Linked DNA regions of Mus musculus: regions 1 and 3 are each linked to region 2. Evidence: chromatin contacts called from public HiChIP or PLAC-seq data. All regions are on one chromosome and are shown on one strand. Each heading gives the region's core, a stretch centred on a gene start, on an enhancer-like site or on the middle of the called end of the contact. The rest is flanking DNA. Distances are from core to core; before and after follow the strand shown.

The links. HiChIP or PLAC-seq counts read pairs in DNA pulled down with a chosen protein or histone mark.
Region 1: an H3K4me3 HiChIP or PLAC-seq map of the SCID.adh cell line shows a contact between it and region 2, with 9 read pairs. The contact joins the enhancer-like site here to the promoter of Zfp90 in region 2. A contact is called at or near these places in 11 of 39 promoter capture datasets (the 3T3-L1 cell line, 3T3-L1-derived adipocytes, the SN4741 cell line and 7 more), 1 of 15 datasets of contacts at CTCF or cohesin (the NIH/3T3 cell line), 4 of 484 Hi-C or Micro-C datasets (the 3T3-L1 cell line, embryonic fibroblasts and muscle stem cells), 22 of 115 datasets of contacts at active chromatin or transcription factors (the SCID.adh cell line, SST interneurons, bone marrow-derived dendritic cells and 15 more) and 2 of 9 other capture datasets (adipose tissue and embryonic stem cells).
Region 3: a contact with region 2 is called in an H3K27ac HiChIP or PLAC-seq map of extraembryonic endoderm stem cells. The contact joins the enhancer-like site here to the promoter of Zfp90 in region 2. A contact is called at or near these places in 15 of 39 promoter capture datasets (the 3T3-L1 cell line, 3T3-L1-derived adipocytes, the C10 cell line and 9 more), 2 of 15 datasets of contacts at CTCF or cohesin (large pre-B cells and pro-B cells), 11 of 484 Hi-C or Micro-C datasets (the C2C12 cell line, cranial neural crest, embryonic fibroblasts and 6 more), 6 of 115 datasets of contacts at active chromatin or transcription factors (bone marrow-derived macrophages, embryonic stem cells, extraembryonic endoderm stem cells and 3 more) and 3 of 9 other capture datasets (adipose tissue, liver and pancreatic islet).

Annotation. Positions count from the first base shown.
Region 1 is chr8:106,621,504-106,625,228 of GRCm38.p6, reverse strand. The region is part of intron 2 of Cdh1 (cadherin 1); the gene reads right to left. Among named protein-coding and RNA genes, the nearest start is that of Cdh1, 20 kb to the right of the region's middle. Within about 2 kb of position 1,953, at least 67 of the 459 cell types and tissues checked have an H3K27ac peak or open chromatin away from gene starts, as enhancers often do. A contact at or near this core is called in the SCID.adh cell line, embryonic fibroblasts and pancreatic cancer cells, where this site is marked.
Region 2 is chr8:106,413,169-106,416,754 of GRCm38.p6, reverse strand. It overlaps Zfp90 (zinc finger protein 90), which reads right to left and starts at 1,428. Exons shown (of 4, transcript NM_011764.4): 1 at 985-1,428. The coding sequence starts at 1,017.
Region 3 is chr8:106,190,169-106,193,884 of GRCm38.p6, reverse strand. It overlaps Slc7a6 (solute carrier family 7 (cationic amino acid transporter, y+ system), member 6), which reads right to left. Exons shown (of 10, transcript NM_178798.4): 4 at 1,402-1,546; 5 at 611-734; 6 at 289-392. Among named protein-coding and RNA genes, the nearest start is that of Slc7a6os, 19 kb to the left of the region's middle. Within about 2 kb of position 2,059, at least 26 of the 459 cell types and tissues checked have an H3K27ac peak or open chromatin away from gene starts, as enhancers often do. A contact at or near this core is called in extraembryonic endoderm stem cells, where this site is marked.

The DNA of each region.
Region 1 (3,725 bases), core at 704-3,203, 210 kb before region 2:
TTATGTGGTAGACTCCACTATGGGGGAAGCTTTAACAGAGCCTGGAGTTATAAGCTATATGCCAAGGCAAAGGTGCCCAGCAGAGGGAATAGTAAACACGTGACCCTGAGGCGGCAGAGTGCTGGGTAGTGAATAGCATTAGTAAAATCCCCACCATTACATAGTTATGCTATGCATTATACAAGACAGATCTTACCCGGGGAGTGGGGGAGTGCAAAGATGCAAAAATGCTCCTCATGGAGCTGTGTAGGTGGTGACACACATGACTGAAATCTCTGCCCTCTATTGTGCAATGTTGTCCACCCAAGCATTAGTTGGTTATCTAGTAAAGACAATTGCAAATGGGAAGTCTAGCACATTAGAGTGGTGGGAGCTACAATGAAGCAAGAACTCTCTGGAGGAGCCAGGCACCCCACTAATGGCCAGCACACTGAAGTCCAGCAGGAGGGCTGATCAGATTTCCCTCTTTATTTTGCCTGGCAGGAACAGAGGCAAATTTGTGGTCTGCTTTCTGCAGAGTTCTAAGCTGTATGGCACTCACTTTGCCACTCAGCCCTCCTCCTCTTATCTTTATTTTCCCTTTGTTTTCCCCCTTGTGCCTGAGATACGGATGTCAACAAATTCTTCACTGGAGCAGGTAAGGATGGAAGGAGGGAAGCAGCAAAGGAGCAAAGTTCTCAGTTTAGTCTTGAAAAGAGGGCATCGGCATCAGGACACAGGAAATTCCCACTGCTGGGAAAAATTCTAAATTTCTCACTTTTCCAGCACGCTCCTGGTTGTCCAATATCACTGTTCTATTGCTGAAGAGGCATGTGACTTAAGGAACTCATATCCAAAAAAGCGTTTAACTGGGGACTTGTCTAACAGTTTCAAAAGTTTGGCCCATTAATCATCATGGTGGCTTGAATGGTGCTGGAGCAGTAGCTGAGAGCTACAACCTGATCCAAAGAGGCAGACAGACAGACAGACAGACACATACACACACACACACACACACACTGGTCTTGACATGGGCTTTTGAAACCTCAAAGCCCACCTCCAGTGACATACTTCCCCCAACAAGGCCACACCCCTAATCCTTCTAATCCTTTCAAATGATGCCACTCCCCAGTGAGTAAGCATTCCAGTTTATGAGCCTAATAGGAGCCATTCTCTGGTCTGGCTCATCAGGCTCCATCATAAGAGAATCAAATGGCCTTCCACAGTAATAGTATCTCAGAGATCTCCAGATCAGTATTGATGACCAGAGATAGAGGCCAAAGTTTCCTCAATGAGAAGGTTAGACCTGTGACCCCAGCACTCAGAGGACTTACAGTCAGAAGACTAGGTGCTAAAGGCCCTGGTGGCTAAAATAGTGAGTTTGGGGTCAACCGAAGCTACATGAGACCCCCCTGTCAAGGAAAGATAAGAGACAGAGACACAAAGACAGAGACAGAGAGAACTAAAGTAAACCTGTCACTGGTTAACTTGTTACAAGCAAAACAAATAAATGTGAAAAACCCTCAGGCTCATGACTAATTGCCCTTTCTAAAATACCAGGCAAACAACTTGGCAGTGGTGGTGCGTGCCTTTAATTCCAATACTCAGGAAACAGAAGCAGGCAAATCTTGAGTTTGAGGACAGTCTAGTCTATAGCATGAGTTCTAGGACAGCCGGGGGAAAAGAGAAACCTCAAAACAATAAACAACCCCCCCCCAAAAAGTACCAGGAATACATTTAAAATCAAATATCTGTAACGCATTATGTGTTCCCTAGACCTGCTATCAAACCCCAAAATCAATGAATCATAAACTAAATCAGCACACACACACACACACCCATAGGAAAGCAAAATAACGCCCCATCTGTAGTAAAGAAAGTCCTGAAATTCTTGGCCCTGCCCAAAAGTGAAACTGTAGCTGTCTTATCTCCATGTTTGATCTGGTCTCTGCTCAGTTTGAGTTTCACACTGGCTTCTCCCAGGGCTTAGTTCACCGTAGATTTTTAACACTGGGCTGGGCAACTCATAAACTAGGGAGCCGTGTTTATGGATGGAACAGTCCAAGGTCACGGGAGTTAATTTGTAAAGTCACCCACTGGTGTGGATTAACCAAGCCACTCTCCCAGCGAGAAGAAAAGGCAGACTGAAGGCTGGATGGACAGAGCCAGGTCCCTTGGCCATCCAGCCTCTTCAACTCTGGAATTCTGTCACACATCTTACATAGCCTGCTTGCCTGCTTAAATCTGTTCTTCAGAACACACGACTCTCAGCACCCGGGAAGCAAAGGCACAAGATCGGGACCAGCCAATCTACATGACTTCCAGTCACTCAGAGCTCAAAAAGAAAAAAGAAGCGGGGAGAAGGACAGGGAGGAGGAGGGTACAGTGTACTGTCATTGTTGCCCTACATTTCTACCTGGAAGGACCCTGAGATTCATCCCCACTTTAGACCTGATTCTACTTCAGGGGTGAATCAACACTTCAAGGAGAATTTATATCCCTCAGGGGGGAAATGTGTGCCCATAAACAGATAAAGGGGAATTCAGAGTTCAGTGTTATCCTTGGCTACATAGCACACTTGAAACAACTGTGTGTGTGCAAGGCATACAGACACACTTACACATTGGCACACTTGCACACACACACACACACACACACACACCTTGTCTACAACTTGAAGTGGCTTCTCCTCACTCCCCAAGTCAAGAACCATCAGGGAGAGTTTCTAAATAAACCATCAAACCATCAACTACCAACAGGTCTCTGGCCTCCGTTCCTTAAGATGGACAGGCCTGTCAGGGTCTGTGCTTTGGGGGCAAACAATGTCTCTCTATGTAGCCCTGGATGTCCTGGAACTCACAGAGATCTACCTGCTTCTGCCTCCTGAGTACTGGGATCAAAGGCCTGAGCCACCACATCCAGCGAGAGTCTACGCTTTTAAGCTTTCTAGGTGAGGCACTCCCCAGCGTAGGCTTGAGAACGTGCGTTCTGGTCCAGATGATCCTTATAGTAGGACCAAAAAGACAGTCCACAGCCCTAGGCCAAGAGGTAGAGGCAGGCAGACCGTTAGGAGTTTGAGGCTATCCTAGTCTACACAGTGAGTTCCAGACCGCCCAAGGCTAGTAAAGACCCTGTCAAAAGAAAAAGAAACAAAAGGGGAGAAAAAAGGAAGGAAACCTACCTAGCCTACAAGAGGTCCCATGTCCACCCTCAGGGCTATAAAAATAAGTGAAGTTAAAATGCCCAGTCCTTGACAGACCTCATCCCAAATATTTACGTCAGAGTCCCTAGGAATGGATTTTTCCTTAGGTACCACCACCCTGTAGAAATACACTGAGGAGCACAGGGGGTGGCACACACCTGAAATCCCAACAGAGGCAGACAGATACAGATGTAAAGGCTAACCCGGAGTGTGGGGGAGCAGAGCTTAGTAGTTTAGCAGTAAAGTGTTTGCCTAGGAGACAGGTGGCTCTAGACTCATTCCCAGCACTGAAGAGACAGACTAGCAGCTCATTAAAAGTAAAGGCTTTCCCCAGAATTCGGCAGAAAGCCCTTTAACAATTGATTAATTACTCAGCATTTCCAAAGATGGAGCTACAGACAAAAGGATTAAGAGGCTGCCTCCCTTTCCCCATTCATCTGGCTCCTTAGTCTCCCCTGTAGGTTCACCTCACCCTTCCACCCACTACCCTAGCCTGCCTTTCTAAACCTCAGTCTCCTGTTTGTAAAGAGGGGCAGAAAGGACT
Region 2 (3,586 bases), core at 179-2,678:
CCCGTTTCTAACAATTTTGTTCCTGTGAGAGCAGGTATCCAAGAAGCCAGAGCCATCAGGTCCCCTTTAACCTGTATTACAAGGTGGATGTGTACTTCCTGCCGTGAGTACTAGGAACGAAACTAATTCTGCAAGAGCAGCGTGTAAAAGCTTACAGTGTGTGCTCTTAACTGGAGCGCCATCTCTCCAGCCCATCCTTATCATTTTCCAGGAGGTGCTGGGAATTGAACCTAGGACCTCACACATACTAGGCAAGTGATCTACCACTGAGCTATAGTCCTAGTTCTTACCTTCAACTCCAAAGAGAGTTCAGATTATGTTCTCATCAAAGTAAAACGGACAGCCTCAGAGCTTATGTCCAGAAAATGCCCCTTTTGCTACAACTAAAAAGTGGGTTGATAAATCTGTCTCTTACTAATTAACCTGAAGCCGGGGCTATGGAGGGTGCGCACTATTATACATTTGTTAATGGGGAAAGAAAGAAAGGAAAATAAAACGAGTGGGGCGGGGGGGGGGGCAAGAAAAGCTGGAGCTTGTCTGACCAGGTTTGGCTGTAATGGTGGTCTCCGACTCAGCGCCCAACCTTCACCGGCCTCTTATTCTAATAGGTCTCTTCTGCCCCCCTACTATCTCTTTATGGCCTTTGGATGGGAAGCAGGGGGCTTTTCTATTTTGTCCCTCTATCCTCCATTCCTCACTGAAGAGTTCTAAGAAGTGCACACTGCAATAAAGTCTCAGTGCTGACACCCCCAGAACACTTCCTCTCACAAGATCGCACTTCCCTAGTCTCCTCTTTAACTCCATCCTTTCAGAAATCCTGCTCTGCCCAGGGCTGGGCACTTTGGGAGGGGTTTTCTCCAGAGGAGGAGACTCAAAGCGATCCAAACTAAGACTCTCTATACCTATACCAATAACTGTTCCATACAGACTCCGGGGGCCTCTCAGGGTGGGATGCTCCGGGCGGTGGGGGAAGGCTCGGCTCACCTGGGGCTTGGCCGTCGGAGGTCTCGGGGCCATTCCTGCCTCAGTGTGTGCTGGCTATGGTCCAGGGCTGAGGAGAGAGGACAGGATCCACTCACCGGGCTACCCCGAGGCCCCACCCCTTCAGCTCTGCAGCCACTTCGGCCGAAACGTGGGGAGGAGCCCCGCCTTCTCCTGCTGCTCTTCCCAAGGCCAAATGAAAGGCCCCACAGCTTCGGGACAGTTCCTCCGGCCACGCCCAGTCCGTCCGCAGGATGGTCGGCGAGGCCCGGAGGACAGCCTCCTACCCACTGCACTCGGAATCTGCCTCCGGGGCTTCGGAATCCGCGACCTCAGGTCCGCCCCTCTAGCGCCCGCTGCAGTTTCTTGTTCCCGGCAGTACTGCTCTGCAACAACAGGGTCGGACAATGGCCACAGCGGCGGGCGCAGAGCCACGAGTGCGACTGCGCACAATGATCCTCGCGCCTGCCCATCCACGGGTGCAGAAACTACGATTCCCAGCTATCCTCGCGTGCCCGCCCTGCAGAGGTCCTGCCTCCTAGTGGGGGGCTGCAGTAAGAGCACAAGAAGGCGGGCAGGTTAGGTTCAAAGTTTTTCTTTGGTATGTGTGTTTTCTGGAGCTGCTGGAAAGGTTCAAAGTTTTTGTCGTGTGTGTGTGTGTGTGTGTGTGTGTGTGTGTGTGTGTGTGTGTGTGTGTGTTGGAGCTTCTAGAAATTCTCACCGCTCCTTCTTTTCTTTTCTCCTTCTCCTCCACCTCCCATCCCGTTCCCTTTCCCTCCCCCCTCCCTCTTTCTCCCTCTGTGTAGCTCAGGATGTCCAGAAACTCACTCTGTAGACTCAATTCTCAATTCTCTTAGCACACAAGTGGCTAAGGATCGGGAGTTCAAGGTTATCCTAAACTGTGGTTCAAGACCAGCCTGGGCTACAAGAGACCTGGTCTTACAAGCCAAAATAAATAAACAATGCATGCACGAATGACTAAAGTGTATAATTCAATAGACTTTAGTACATAAAAAGAGTTGCACAACCATCGTTGTAGTCTCCTCTTTGAACATTTTAATTAGCCACAAAAGAAAAAAAATCATGTACATTAATAACCGTCCCCTCGTCCTAACCCACCTCCTCTCGATCCCGGGCAACCACTGACCTGTGCTGTCTTTGTGACAAATCTGTCTCTTCTGGGTATCTCATAAGATCAGGCAATATGAAGTTTTATGATTGGCTTCTTTCAGTTATTACAGTGGTTCTGAGTTCATTCACATCACAGGAGTCTCTATCCCATTCTTTTTTAATGCTGAATGAAAGATCTGATTGCCCGAGTGTACCACATTCATTCATCAGTTGGTAGCGTCTGCGTTGTTCACACTGTGAGATTTTATGCTTTTATCTTCAAAGCAACATTACAGAGGATATGTGTGTACACACGTTTATGGGGGTGCAGTTTCATTGATCTGGGGTAGATACAGAGAAGTTGAATTATAGAGATTTGGTAGCACCATGTTTAGCATTTGAAGGAACTGTGAATGTTTTCTAAAGAGGCTGTATCACTTCCATCTTTTTTTTTTTTAAACTAACAGCATATAGATTTCAACATTCCTACCCACACCTGTTACTATTTGTCTTTTTATCACAGTGTTCTGTGGATTTTTGCTGGGATGCGGGGGCGGAGAAAGTATAAATAACAACAAACCCCTTGGAAACTCTGCAAATACTTTCCACACTAGACAACAGTAGCAGACAGATACGCACAAAACAGAAGTTTAAGAGACCCTAGAAGGATTCCTAAGGCAGAACTTTCAGTAAGAAGCACAAAACACAGGCTAGGGTAAGGCTCGGCACCAGGCACTACAGCTCGTTCCCCAGCGCTGGCAGCCACACAGCTCACAGATGGGGGCCAGAGTATCTCCTAGGGACCCCAACACAAACAAACGTATGTATGTATGTATGTATGTATGTATGTATGTATGTATGTATGTAAAACGTATTTGCCCATACCTTTTATTCTTGCAGGGGGAGTGGTGGTGGGTGCAGAGACAGAACGATCTCTGTGACTGTGTCAGTGTGTGTGTGTGTCTGTGTGTGTTGGGGAGAGGGAAGTTGGACAACACTTGGGAGCTGGTTGTCTTTTTCCACCTTTCGACGTTTGAATTCAAGCCTTCAGGTTTTCTCTGCAAGTGCATTTACCCGTCCAGCCGTCTCTCTGGCCCTATGACGTTATTTGTACGCATTGTCTACAAGATTGGGGGGTGGGGGGCTTCAGTTTGTTCAAAGACCATTGTTTATAAAGCCTGAAGTTGCCATTGGAGAGGGACCAACTAGACCCTTCAGTAGGCAAGGAGCCGCATTCACAGCAGTAAGGCATGCAATGGAAAACCCAAGCTCAGAAGAATTTATTGACTCTCTAAATTGTCCCGCACAAGGGCTGGGGCTTGCCAGAGGTCGAGGTGTAATTAGTTCCGGTTTGCGGTTGGCTGTTCAGGTGGTTGTTTCGTGCAGGCAGTGAGAGCAGGGATAAGCTTGTGAGTAGCGACTCCCTGGATCAACAGGCACAGCGCATGATGCTCTTTTCTCATGGTCCAGGAGTGGACCTGCAAAGCCGGGACCC
Region 3 (3,716 bases), core at 810-3,309, 220 kb after region 2:
CACCAGGGATGCCCTTATTCTGCCACCAACAGCTACCACAATGGCCTTTTCTTTTTTAATTTAAAGAGACACAAGGTCTCCTTGTGTAGGTCTGGCAGGACTCAAACTTGGGACCTTCCTGTTTCTGCTGGGATTGCATAGCCCTTCTTTGAAATGCCACTGTGGGGTTGCAGAGATAGAACAGCAACTAAGAGAAGCACTACTCTCTTACCCCTGAACTAGAGTTACAGATGGTGGTGAGTAGCCATGTGGGTGCTAAGAACAGTCTAGTATCAGAAACCAAAGTACCTTGATGAAGCAAAGATGGATGCATTTAGGCCCCCGAAGCAGGACAGAGCAACAGCAATGGGGATGGTCCAACTGAACATGCCGAATGTCTGGTCAGCAAATGTCTGAAGGCAAAGCAAAGGAGGGAAACAACACAGGAGAGCTTTGCTACCCTCCTCTTATCTATGATCTCTGAACAAAGGCAGTCCTCGATAAAATGCCTACCCTCTGCCCTATCTAGACCCACGACGAACACTGCAGAGCTAGATTAGCTGCAGAAAAAGATTACACCATTTGGGAACAGGGGCAAATGAGGACAGCCCTCCTCCCCCAAGAGACTCACCACAGCCACAGCGTCACTCTTATGGACATCCTGAATGTTCAGCACTGTGTAATAGGCCACGTTGGTCAGGATGTAGATGAGTGTCACAATTGGCATAGAAATCCCAATGGCCAAGGGCAAATTCCTGTCAGGACAAGTGAAATAAGACTACCTAGAACCAAGCTCTGCTGAGAATCAAAAGCCATCCAGCACCCCCTGGAATTTTCCTAACATTTAACAGTTCACTGGCTGCCAGCTCTCTGAGATGAGCTCCTCTTCTCTGTATGCCTCAGGGCGGGTAAGCTTCCCATGTTCCTGGGCATTTTCCACTGAGAAAGAAGAGCACTTTCCCTGAGAAGGGACTCACGATGAGTTTATCCAATCTCATTAGGTCCAATGAGCCACATGTGGCTTTCTAACCTTCTTGCATCTGTGATCTCAGGATAAATGCAAGGAGCAACATCCTCTAGAAGCTAGAGGTTAGTCTGGTGATCTGGTAGGCCAGAGACAGTCTCAGCACCACAGGGCTAAAGCCTGCCACCTCAGCCCTAGCTGGGTCTGCTGCTGCCCACTAAAGACCTCTCCTCTTTAGTGGACCCTGGATGCTCTCCAATGGAACATGAGGGTGAGAGCCAGGGCTTTCCCACATTCACTCACTCCCATCCTAGCCCCCAACCCCTCCTAACTGGAGAAGGGGAGCAGGGAGAGGATGAGGGGAGGGGAGGTCGAGGGAGGAGCTATGGGAACAGGGCAACTGCGCCCACCATCAGCAGGAGTTCCAGCCAAGTTGGAGAGTGTGATCTCGCCTTTACCTTTCTGGGTTTTTGATTTCTTCTGTTACAAAATTAAGGGTGTCCCAACCTGAGTAAGAGAAGAGGGCAGAGTACAGGGCAAGAGAGAGGTCTCCCACATTCCACGAGGAACCTTTAAAGGCGTCCTGAAAGTGCTCAGTGTGTCCTGTGGGGCAAAGACGGGTGGGAGACCAGGCAAAAGAGAAGGGAGATAGAAGGAATGTGAAGAACAGAAAGAATACAGAGGGAGAATTAAAAAGATGAAACAAAAGGAGAAAAAAGAAGAGAGACAAAAAACAGGGCAGGGGAAGAAAAAAAAACATTATTTAATACGAAAGGAGCAATAACCAAAACCTCCCCACATTCACTGCCCCATCTAAAACTAGGTAATCAAGAAAGCAAAAGCAGCCCGGCTGCACTCTGAAGGGACACTTCTTCCAGGGCCCTAAGGAATGTCCATTTCCCAGAGGTGACCTCAGCTCTTCTTCCTATTTTGATGTCACTGGTCATTTCACACAGAGGAGTAATTTCCACTCACAATCAGACCCAGCACAAAGTCTGGGCTCAGATCACTGTATGATTTAGACATGTGGTTCTATCAGTCTATTTGCAGTGGGTGCGGTGTGGCTGTCTGGGGCCGGAAATCTAGGGCTACAGAGTAAGCCAGGTCTTATCTCATAGTGAGCCAACCCCACCCTTCAGAGCAACAAACCAAGACAGAGTGATTCGTCACCTTTCCTGGGGGCCTCTGGGGACCGCAAATAGAAAACCTACCTAGCTTCTCAAGACAGACAAGCAGACAGCATGGAGTTTTGAACAGGAGTCGGCCTCCTAAAGGGCTTGTCATCACCCCCTGAAGAAAGCCTAGACTTAGAGTAGAAAGAAGGCTCGGTGGCCAACCCCTTGGAACTCCAGGGAGATCTGACACCCTCTTCTGGCCTCAGGACCCACACACATGTGGCATATTCACACGAACAATATATATATATATATTAATTTTTACATATATATGTGTGTGTGTGTGTGTGTGTGTGTGTGTGTGTGTGTGTGTGTGTAATAGAAAGGTTACACCCAGAACTCAATGTGGCAAAAAGGTGTAGGTGTGCAGCAAGAGCTTCCATGGGGTCTCAGTGGTTCTCTAAGGCACACATTGCAGAGAAGGATTACTCAGTAGCCCAATTTTACTATAAGATGCTCCTGAGACTCCAGTGACATCTAGATGCCTAGCTGTAGTCACTTGCCCAAAGCTGTGTTTTTATGAAGTGTATTAGGCAATTCTTAGGCAGGAACTTTATGCACTAGTACCAAGTGACTACAGCCAGGCATCCAGATGTCCTTGGAGTATCAGGTCCTTAGGACCAAACACACATAAGAATCTTTTAATTTTTGATTCAAACTAACAGGTCTGAGATGAAGGCTCAGCTCCCTAGGTGACTGTAAATACTGCCATGTTTAGGGGCTGGTAACAGAACACTGGCTGTTAAATGAGCAAGATGCCCTTTGTCAAAGGCTTTAGGATAGCCTGGAAAGCCCACCAGTGTCTCTGATCAGTCTGCTCTGATCCCAGAATGAAAACCTTTCAAGAGCCAATAAGTAGCTGGATATGGTGGTACATGTCTTTAATCACAGCTACTGGACAACATGCTAAATTACAGGCCAGCCCAAAATATAGTTCAAGACATTATCTTTAAAAAAGTTTTTAAAAATTTTAAATTAAAAGGACTAGGGATGTGGCTGAGTGGTAGAGTCTAATATAGCACACATAAAATTCTGGTTCCATCCTCAGCAAAAGTTAAAAAGAAAAGAAAAGAAAAAAAAAGGGGGGGGGGCTGGTGAGATGGCTCAGTGGGTAAGTGCACCCGACTGCTCTTCGACTGCTCTTCCGAAGGTCCGAAGTTCAAATCCCAGCAACCACGTGGTGGCTCACAACCACCCGTAATGAGATCTGATGCCCTCTTCTGGTGCGTCTGAAGACAGCTACAGCGTACTTACATATAATAAATAAATAAATAAATAAATAAATCTTTAAAAAACAAAAAAAGAAAAAAAGTGGGGCAGTAGTAGTTGCACACCTTTCTTTAATCCCAGCACTTGGGAGGCAAAGGCAGGCAGATTTCTGAGTTCGAGGCCAGCCTGGTCTACAAAGTGAGTTACAGGACAGCCAGGGCTATACAGAGAAACCCTGTCTCGAAAAAACAAAAAAAAAAAAAAAAAAAAAAAAAGAAATGCCAACATAGGAAAGACAATGTCCATTTTACAACATTCTGACACTTTTTTAGAGCTGACTTTTTTTGGGAGATTCCTCAATATAATGTTTAACACAAGTCCAGATAAAC